Linked DNA regions of Capra hircus: region 1 is linked to region 2. The links are chromatin contacts, called in public Hi-C maps. All regions are on one chromosome and are shown on one strand. Each heading gives the region's core, a stretch centred on a gene start, on an enhancer-like site or on the middle of the called end of the contact. The rest is flanking DNA. Distances are from core to core; before and after follow the strand shown. Region 1 overlaps TAP2 (antigen peptide transporter 2). Region 2 has its middle 9.9 kb from the start of PSMB9.

Region 1 (5,242 bases), core at 381-2,880, 36 kb before region 2:
TGGGCTAGATAAGCTGTGTTTCTGGGGAGGAAATATCAGTGCAGCAAGAGTAGGGACATAGGAAGGATTTTTCAGGAGTGATACTGCTTTACTTGTCCCCTAGAAAGAAAAATGACTTCATTAACGTCTGGAAGAGATGAACCAATGATAGGGGAACCTCTTTGGACATGAGATCATTCCCTGGTGGCTCAGATGGTAAAAAATCTGCCTGTGATGCAGGAGACCCAGGTTCGATCCCTGGATCAGGAAAAACCCCTGGAGAAGGGAATGGCTACCCACTCCAGTGTTCTTGCCTGGAGAATCCCATGGACAGAGGAGCCTGGGGGGCTACAGTCCATGAGGTCGTAAAGAGTCATACAGGACTGAGTGACTGACCCTTTCACTTTCACAACACAATGAATGAAAGTTGTAACAATGGAATTAGAGAGAAAATAAGGGATTCAGAGCTGTTCACAACTAGAAGTGAAAGAGCTTTAGGAGATTGATTATACAGTAGACTATAACAAAAGATGCATTATAATTGGTTGAGAGTGTGGATTCCTGGGTCAGGCCTGGATTCCAAGTCCAATTCCACCACTGTGCAACCTTGGGAAAGTCCTTTAATCTCTTTGAGACTCAGTTTTCTCATACATACAATGGGTATGAGGGTAAACAACCTCAACAGGTTGAGGATAAGGATTAAAAATGATAATACATGGAAAAGACTTCACATATTTCCTACACATATTAAAACACTGTACACAGTAGCTGTTATCAAAGTTTTATTAAAACTGTTAACTAACAGTGCGCTGCTCCCCCATATCCTAGTGGACCCCAAAATATCAGACCCTGGTGGGAACTGAGAAAAATATAGGGAAGGGCAAACTCATGAATATTTATGTATCTCAAAGAACAATCTAAAGACTGATCAGACAGCCAGCAAAATAGTCTTGGCGATTATCTCTGGGACATGAAACAGTGCATAATTTTACTTTTCTCCTCCTTACCTGTCTCTATTGTCTAAATTTACTATACAAATGTATGCTATTTATGTAAGAAAAATACTTTTAAATATATTCAAGATGCCACAATACAGTACTCAGCACCAGGCAAAGCTCTGTTCGTCGAGGATGCAGACAGATACCACGTCTCCCATCCCCCGCCCTCCCACGGCCCCAGCAGAAGTACCCACGGTCTAAATCCAGCTCCAAAAACAACCAGCCGGGGGAACACCCCCAGGGAAAGCCAAGGCAGGAGCTATTCCGGGTCACTGAGACGGCCCTGGGCGGGGCCGGGGGTGTCTGGGGTCTCCACGCTCCGGTTCTGCTGCACCAGCCAGGAGTAGAGGTCCTGCCCGTCCACGAGCTGCTCGGGGCTCTGCAGCCGCCCCTGCCTCAGCACCAGGACCTGGTCGGCGCTCTGAACCGTCTGCAGCCTGTGGGCGATCACCAGCACCGTGCGGGCTCCGTGCGCTCTCCAGTCCTGCAGCTGAAGGGGGAGGATCGCGATGCCCCGGGTGCCGGGTCAGAAGGGGCTGGAGGCCCGGGGCCCACGGGGCTTAGGGGGAAGAGGCGTGAGCCACGAGAAGGTAGCACAGAGCAGAAGAGCAAGGTCAGCTGCCCTCCCCCGTCCCGGGTCAGGCAGCCTCAGAGGATAGGGGAGGCCCCCGCCGCCCCGGCCCCAGGAGGCGTCCCGCCGGCCCGCACTCACAGCCTGCTCACACTCCACGTCCAGGGCACTGGTGGCTTCATCCAGGATGAGCACGCGGGGGTCCCGCACGAGGGCCCGGGCGATGGCCAGACGTTGCTTCTGCCCCACCGCCAGCTGGCTGCCTTTCTCCCCCACCTCTGCGGAGACCGAGAAAACGCCCTCTCCTCAGAGACGGCCCGGACAACGCCCGCTTCACAGGCGCGGCTGGCGCTTCCACAGGCACCGCGCCGGAGGACGAGTGCGCGTGGACGGGGGCGGCGGGGGGACCTCCGGGGCGGCAGCTTCTCTGGGAACAGGCCCCCGAGGGGTCGGGAGGCCTCCGCGCGCAGCGCGCGGGCGCAGGGGGCGGCGCCGTGGCCGCGGTACCTGTATCGAGCCCGAGCGCCAGCTCGCGGATGAACTCCTCCGCCCGGGCCGCCCGGGCCGCAGCCAGCACCTTCTCGTCGCTGCAGCCCTCCAGGCCGTAGGTGATGTTGTCCCTCACCGAGCCCGAGAACAGCACGGGCTCCTGCCCTACCAAGACCACCTGAGCGGAGGCGACGGGAGCAGACTGTGCGGAAACCCACGCGGCGGGGACCCGCCCTTGCTCCCCGCCCGCCCCGCTCACCACGGAGCCTCGGGTGCCCGCCCCACGCCCCTGCCCTGCCCTGCCCTCTGCCACCCTTCCCCGTCCTCCCCACCTGACGGTGCAGGTAGTGGTGCTCATACTCGGAGACCGGCTTCCCGTCCAGCAGCACCTGGCCCTCGGTGGGCTGGTACAGATTCTGCAGCAGCGCGGCCACCGTGCTCTTCCCAGACCCGTTAGGCCCCACCAGCGCCGTCATCTGCCCAGGACTCAGGGTGAACGTCAGACCCTAGAACAGCCAGGGAAGAGTCAGAGGCCTGCCCCTTCCCCCGGCCCCCCCTCTCCTTGGGGCCGATCATCCGCGCAGGGAGTCAGGGGCCCAGGCTCCCCGATCGGGCACCTGGAGCGCAGGCTGGTCGGGGCGACTGGGATACGCAAAGGAGACGTTCTGGAAATTCACCCTGCCCTGCAGAGTGGGTGGGGCCAGAGTCCCCGGTGGAGGCAGATCTGGCTTTCGGTCCAGGTAGCAGAACACCTTCTTGGCTGCCCCCACGTTGCTCAGCATGTCCCCAAACATGTACACCAGGGTCTGCAAGACAGGAGGGCGGGGCTCAGCTAAGCAAAGGCAGCTGCGCCACGAACCAGCTTCCCAGCTCCTAACGCCAGCCACGCCACACTCCACCCCGGCTGGTCTTCTCCCCTTGTCCCAGAAAGATCACCAGCTTTAATTTAAAAAAAAAAAAAAACTGTCTTAGAAAAGATTTTTTTAACTGGAGAAAGGAATGGCAACCCACTCCAGTATTCTTGCCTGGAAAACTGCATGGACAGAGGAGCCTTGCAGGTTGAAGACTCCGATGCAACTGAGCAACTAACACTCACTTTCCTGAATAATGAGGCAGATGGCTTCCATATGAGATAACTAGTATAAGAGTCTTAAAAAAAAAAGATTTTTACAAAAAATTTTGGCTGCCCCAGGTGGCAAGTGGGACCCTAGTTGCCCCACCAGGGATCAAACCCATGCACCCTGCAGTGGAAGCACAGAGTCCTAACCACTGGACTATCAGGAATAAGTGTGCAATTTGACTCAACTTAAAATGGGCAGAAAGTGAAGAGGAACTAAAAAGCCTCTTGATGAAAGTAAAAGAGGAGAGTGAAAAAGTTGGCTTAAAGTTCAACATTCAGAAAACGAAGATCATGGCATCCGGTCCCATCACTTCATGGGAAATAAGACGAGAAAACAGCGGAAACAGTGTCAGACTTTATATTTTGGGGCTCCAAACTCACTGCAGATGGTGATTGCAGCCATGAAATTAAAAGACGCTTACTTCTTGGAAGAAAAGTTATGACCAACCTAGATAGTGTATTCAAGAGCAAAGACATTACTTTGCCGACTAAGGTCCATCTAGTCAAGGCTATGGTTTTTCCTGTGGTCATGGATGGATGTGAGGGTTGGACTCTGAAGAAGGCTGAGCTCCGAAGAATTGATGCTTTTGAACTGTGGCGTTGGAGAAGACTCTTGAGAGTCCCTTGGACTGCAAGGAGATCCAACCAGTCCATTCTGAAGGAGATCAACCCTGGGATTTCTTTGGAAGGAATGATGCTAAATCTGAAACTCCAGTACTTTGGCCACCTCATGAGAAGAGTTGACTCATTGGAAAAGACTCTGATGCTGGGAGGGATTGGGGGCAGGAGGAGAAGGGGATGACAGAGGATGAGATGGCTGGATGGCATCACTGACTCGATGGACGCGAGTCTGAGTGAACTCCCAGAGTTGGTGATGGACAGGGAGGCCTGGCGTGCTGCGATTCATGGGGTCTCAAAGAGTCGGACACGACTGAGCGACTGAACTAAACTGAACTGAAAATGGGCACCAATACCCCATTATTCCAATTTGTAATGTAAAGGATGGAGACCTCTTTACTCCTCCCATCCAGCATCACCTTCATCTCTAGATCTTTCCAGCTACTGTGCTGTGTTACTTGTACACAGCTATCTAGCCTGGTGAGACAGGGATTCCTTAAATGCAAGCACTGTGCCCACCTCATCTTTGCAGCCACCAGACTGCCTCACACAGCTCTCCACACGTAAGAGATGTTTATACAAATTATAAACTAAAGCCCCAGGTGCAGAAACTAATTACTTTTCAAAACTGGTTTATATAAGGAGGGTGTCCCAGGACGCTCAGTGGTAAAGAATCTGCCTGCCAATGCAGGAGACAAAGGTTCAATTCCTGGTCAGGAAGAATCCCCGGAGGAGGGCATGGCAACCCACTCCAGTATTCTTGCCTTAATAGCCCATGGACAGAGGAGCCTGGTGGGCTACAGTCCATGGCGTTGCAAAGAGTCGGACAGGACTGAGCAACTGAGCACACGTCTATAGGGAAAGAACTAAATACTCATTCTGCCTTTCCTAATCAAACTATACCACTCAGCAGCTTATCAGCACATGAGAAGACATCTCCCCTGAGAGATGCATCCTGGCTAATAAATGAAGGAATGGCACCAAAAATGTCACCATTTTTGCAACCCTGAATAATTTAATAGATCGTGACACTAAGCTTTATCACCACAGATGTATATGAGAGAGAAAAAAAGAGATCAATATAATACATACCTCTACGGAACATGTGGAAATCTGACCACTGACTGTATTTGGTGAGGTTATTAATTTTTTTGGTATGATTATGGCTTTGTGGTTATATATTTGTAATGTTAACATTTAGAGACACATATTTACAGATGAAACTATATCTTGGCTCTGATTCAAAGTAATATGGGTGGGGAGAAGTCAGTGGGTGGTACAGGTGAAATAACATTGGCCATGAGTTGATAACTGTTAGATGTTGGGAGATAAAAAAACAAGGTCCCATTGTATAGCACAGAGAACTATAGTCTATATCCTCTGATATATACACACAATTATATATTAAATAGATAACTAATAAGGACCTACTGTAGAGCACAGGGAACTCTACTCAAAACTCTGTAA
Region 2 (5,441 bases), core at 2,429-4,928:
CTGCTCCCTCAAGACTCATATGCCATCTCCTCCCTGAAATCTGCAATAATTAGCCCAGCCCGACATTTAACACTTAGGACGTTGTTTGACGTTTGAATAACTGTGTTCAGCAGGCTGAGCTCTGGACCTATCTTTGCCAGGCATTTCCTGAGTGACAGGACAAGCTACTCCCCTTCTCTGAGCCCTTGTTTTCTCTTCCGTCAAATGGGGTGTTGAGTGACTTCTGAGATGCCTTATAGCTTTGACAGTCAATGCCATTTTACACACACGTGAGCAGTTAAGAGGTATATTTAACAGAATCCTAGTGGGCCACGTGGGAAGCTACTGTTCGCTTTTCTTTCCATATCTCGGGCGAAACATACAAAGCACCCTAAGACATCCCTATGTTCTTGGTAGTGTGTATTCGGTTTGGAGAAAACGAATCTAAAATTACTGTTGCCTTGAGTTCTTTCTAGCCACGAGATTTAACTTATTTTGAAATTCAGTGTAATAGTTTGAGTATATTTTTCCTGCTGATCACAACTCAGAACACAGAGAGTAGACAAAAGCAAGCACTAAACCACTCTGAAAAATAAACAAAAAACAGGTGGATTGTGGAGAGACTCAAAACGGGGGGAGGCAGCGTTCTGGGGGGGGAAAGGAGGGCTCGGAGGCTTGTCCTCTCACGGCTCTGCCCTGAAGTCCGGCATCGACTGCAGAGCTGCACTGCTGAGCTGCATCTCCAAGAAAAACACTATGGTTCTGGCCAGAGGAAGTGAGAAAGCAGGCCCTGTGGGCCGGAGGGCGCAGGGGAATCTCCCAGATGAGAGAGCTGGGGATGGGGACTCCCTGACTCAAGGGATGAATCCTTGTGACGACCTGAACTGCACATGCGTGCCACAAAACCAGGCAGCACAGCAGAGGCCTTGAGAATGTAATGTAGATACAAGCGTTTAAAGACCAGAGGGCCGGCTTTTCCTTTGCTGGCTAAAAAATTTGCATTGTTGTGCCCCTCATTCCACAAAGGGCTTGTAGTCCTTACAATGTAAACAGGAGGAGGAGGAAAAGAAGAAGAAAATAATTAGAGAAAAGATGAAGAAATAAATGAAGCCAAGAGGTAAAACTAAACTTCAACATGAATATCTCTTTTTTAAAAAGAGGAGTGATACGCTGGAGCTGTCTTGAACAGCCTAACAAGAGCAGATTGTGAAACACTCAGGAGATTCGAAAGGCAGCTGTTAACCACAGGTAGTTTGACATTGACCATGGCAGAAATATTTATACTGCAGAAACCAGAAATGCTACGTATCAGAACTTGGGTTTTGTTTTGTTTTTTACCCCAGAAAGCCAGTTTACTAGGCCATGTATTGACCAGCCAGCTCTCCACGAGCTTAGTTAGTTTTAAGCTACAGGGTAGTGAAAGCAAAAAGGAAATGAAATCAGGTACAAGATTCAAAAGATTCATTTAAAAAGCAGGGACCTCCCTGGCAGTCCAGGGGTTAACACTCTGCGCTGTCAAGGGCCCAAGTGCCACCTGGTGTGGCCAAAAGATTAAAATAAATAAATAAAATGAATATGAGGAGGAAGGCTTTATAAAAAACTATAGAGACTTCCCTGGTGGTCCAGTGACTTAAGAATCCATCTTCCAATGCAGGGGATGCAGGTTTGATCCCTGATCAGGGAACTAATAAGCCCACATGCCACATTGAAGACCCAGTGCAGGCAAAAAAAAAATGTTTTTAATTTTTTAACTAAAAAAAGTTTTTAATTAAAAAAAGTTTTTAATTTTTTAACTAAAAAATTAATAAAACTTCTAAGAATATTTTAAAAATAATAATAAAGGAAGAAAGAAAGTCATCCAAAAGCACCTATATATATAATTTCTCAAGTTACATAGAACATTTACTGAAAGAGAATATGCATGATCCCATAAGCTCCAATAAACTCCAAAGTATTAATATCTTTGAAACCACACTCAGCAGCCACACTCTATTAAATTGGAACTTGACAACAAAAGGACACCTAAAATTCTCATGGTTTGCAAACTAAGAAAAATGTTGATAAATAGCAGATTTAAAAGCTAGTCGTAAAAGAAACTCATTCAGGAGCACAGGGTAAAACTGTTAGCTGCCGAATTCTGGGAGACACGATTAAAGGAGTACTGGGAATTTTATAACTTCAAATACATTTATTAGAACCAAAAAAATGTTTAAAATAAATGATGTAAAAATTCTCCTAAAACTTTGGGAAAATAACAAGCAAACCTAAAGAAATAAAGAAGGACATTTTTCTATGGTGGTATCTTACCCACGGCTCTGTGCTGTGTGTTAGTCACTCAGTCGTGTCCGACTCTTTGTGACCCCATGGACTGTAGCCCGCCAGGCTCCTCTGTCCATGGGATTCTCCAGGCAAGAATACTGGAGTGGGCTGCCATTTCCTTCTCCAGGGGATTTTCCAGACCCAGGGATCAAACCCGGGTCTCCTGCATTGCAGGCATTAGTTACCTATTGCTGTGTAACAAATGACACTGAAATTTAGCAGCTTAAGGTAACAATCATTTACAAGTGGGCATTACTAGGATCACAGGGGACATTTAAATATGAACTGGGCGTTAGATAATGTTATATCCTAAGTGAGTGTCTTGGAGGTGATGTTATTCTGCTTCTGTAGAAGAAATGTCCTTATTCTTAAAATACACATGCCAAACTATTCCAGGGTAAAATGTCATGATGTCCATAAATGTTCTCAAATGGCCTAAAAAAAATAGTTCCTCAACAGGAAACAGATAAAGAAAACATAGCTTATTAATACAACAGAATACTACATAAGCAATGCATATTAATGAACTACTGATAATGCAACAAGATAAATAAATTTCATAGAAATAATTTGAGTAAAAAAGCCACACATACACAAAGCTACACAATACAGTATGTTTTGAAACAACAAGGTCCTACTGTATAGCACAGGGAACTATGTTCAATATCTTGAAACAAACCATGATGGAAAAGAATATGAACAAAAATGTGTATAGCTGAGTCATTTTGCTGTGCAGCAGAAATTAACACATTGCAAATCAAGTATACTTCAATAAAATTAGAGAAAGAAAAAGAAACAGTATATCTATTGCTGTGGAACAAACCACCCCTAGACTTTGAGGCTTAAAACAAAGCTAATCATTTTATGATTTCTTGTGAGTCTGGGGGTTAACTGAACTTGCAGAACTAGTGATGTAACCCATGAACCAAAGCATTTATCACAGCAGCCACTCCACACAGCCTCTCACAATTCATGTAAGGACACTGGTTATGTGTCCCATCAGACTTGAACACCTTAAAAATATCGTAAAATTTCCCCTGACTTTCTGGGTCCTGCCTTTCCACAGTACAGTTTGGAAAGCCAACTGCTGCTGGCCCTCTTGGAAGTCAGGGCACCAATAGAGGACCTAAGTCCTACTTTTGGAAAAAAATCAAATTTGGGCTTCGCTGGTGGCTCAGTGGTGAAGAATCCCCCTGCCAATGCCGGAGACACAGTTCGATCCCTGCTCCGGGAAGACCCCACATGCCTCGGAGCAGCCAAGCCCATGAGCCCCGACCACTGAGCCTGCGCCTTAGAGCCCAGGAACCCCGACCACTGAGCCTGTGCTTTAGAGCCCGGGAGCCCCAACTACTGAGCCTGTGCCTTAGAGCTCGGGAGCCCTGACCTCGGAGCCCACGCACGCCAGCTACTGAAGCCTGCGTGCCCCAGAGCCCGTGCTCCGCAACAAGAGAAGCCCCCGCGGTGAGAAGCCCCCACACCGCAATGAGGGGTAGCCCCCGCTCGCCATAGCAAGAGCAGCAACAAGGACCCAGCACCGCCAAAAATGAATAAAAAAATTTTAAATAAATCAAATTCATGCACCTGAGACTCAATTCACAGTTAAGCAACAGGAGGAAACGGGAATCTCCCTCCATTCATTTCACTGGCAAAGGTGATAAGAAAAGCAACTGGCTTTGGAGAAGCAGGGTGAAAAAAGGTGAAGTTCCTGACACAGAAGTGGCTTCGAAGTGGTTTCAGTGGTTGTTGCTGTAAAGTCTAATTCCTGACGACACAGCAAACAGCAGCCTAGATATAAGCAGAAGTAAGGTGGTTTATCAGACCTGTTCTGGCTGGCAGTTGCAGGAGGTGCTTTATCTGTTTATAGAGCCTCCCATATGTTGCAGAAATGTATTTTTTAGACTTTTTAAAGTGTTACCAAACATTAATCGGAATCAGGAAGAATACAAGAGGCCAGATTCAAAGAGTATTTGCAAACCAAAGATGTACATAGTCTGGGGAAATGGCTGTTAAGAGATTCAAAATGGTTAATGTACTACAAGCAATAAAATCGTAACCATGGACTTATCTTCCTCACCAGAGAAAAGGCGAAGTCATCAGACCTTATCAGCTTTCTACACATCGACCTCTCATGGTACAGGGCCAGCTGGGTTTTTTAGTCAAGTTACAATCCTTGAAAACACTCGGATTTTAGTCAGGCAGGATTATGAGAAAATGTTCACATACAATATTAATCAAGAAAGCTGATTTTTGCCTTATTTCCAATTTTTGGAATATTTTTCCTATATGAGTCCTACCCTTAAGGTAGTGAGCTGGCCAAATAAGATTTTCCAGGAATGTTCTAACTGCATGTCCTTAATCTGACAAGCTCTTTTATATGGCCTGTTTTAGAATAAGATGTGACGATCACCTTGCTGTGTGGCTAACAAATAGAGGTCTCAGTGATATTAAGACTAGAGAGTTGTCATCTCTCTGGAAGACTTTTGCCCATAAGGTCATAGTTTTATTTACCCCTTTGATGACCAGAAATAATTTTATTGCCATGTATCAACTTACTGATTCCAAGAACCCTCCCCCAACTCACCTTCCCAGAGCTTTGCTGATAGGGCCTTTCACTGTGGATGCAATCTCATTTTCTCTGAGACACCCAAAGTTCATCAATGATCCTGGCTCACCAGAAATTAACATCCTCTCTGGGCCTTCCCTGGTGGTCCAGTGGCTAAGACTCCATGCTCCCAATGCAGGGGTCCTGGGTTCAACCCCTGTTCAGGGAACTAGATCCCCTATGCCACAACTAAGACCTGGTGCAGTCAAATAAGGAAATAAACATTTAAATAAACAAAAATAAAGAACATCCTTTTCCCCTGTCAGGCAGGGACTTAATAAACTAGGAACTGACGTGCTCAGAGGATTTTGTAGGCCTTGTTCCATATATAAACTTCAGTCCTTTCTCTTATTACTGACTGGTCATACCCAATTAAATGAGATTTTCCTTTCTATGTGACATTTCTGGCCTGCTCAGGATTCCGAATTAGGGGATGTGAACCACTGCTTACCACTACGTTGCCATAAAAACAAAGCAACCCATAAAAGCACTTTTCATAGTATTTGCAGAGAAGAACCATATACGAGATTTTCTATAGAAT

What was found. Hi-C and Micro-C count contacts between places; a contact is called where the count stands out from the background.
Region 1: a Hi-C map of liver shows a contact between it and region 2, with 5 times the contacts expected there. The contact joins two enhancer-like sites. A contact is called at or near these places in 2 of 5 Hi-C or Micro-C datasets (blood and liver).

Annotation. Positions count from the first base shown.
Region 1 is chr23:41,518,444-41,523,685 of ARS1.2, reverse strand. TAP2 (antigen peptide transporter 2) reads right to left here. Exons shown (of 12, transcript XM_018038903.1): 8 at 2,655-2,843; 9 at 2,370-2,543; 10 at 2,056-2,215; 11 at 1,690-1,826; 12 at 749-1,467. The coding sequence ends at 1,237. Among named protein-coding and RNA genes, the nearest start is that of TAP2, 6.8 kb to the right of the region's middle. Within about 2 kb of position 1,630, at least 1 of the 5 cell types and tissues checked has an H3K27ac peak or open chromatin away from gene starts, as enhancers often do.
Region 2 is chr23:41,484,133-41,489,573 of ARS1.2, reverse strand. No RefSeq gene overlaps it. Among named protein-coding and RNA genes, the nearest start is that of PSMB9, 9.9 kb to the left of the region's middle. Within about 2 kb of position 3,678, at least 1 of the 5 cell types and tissues checked has an H3K27ac peak or open chromatin away from gene starts, as enhancers often do.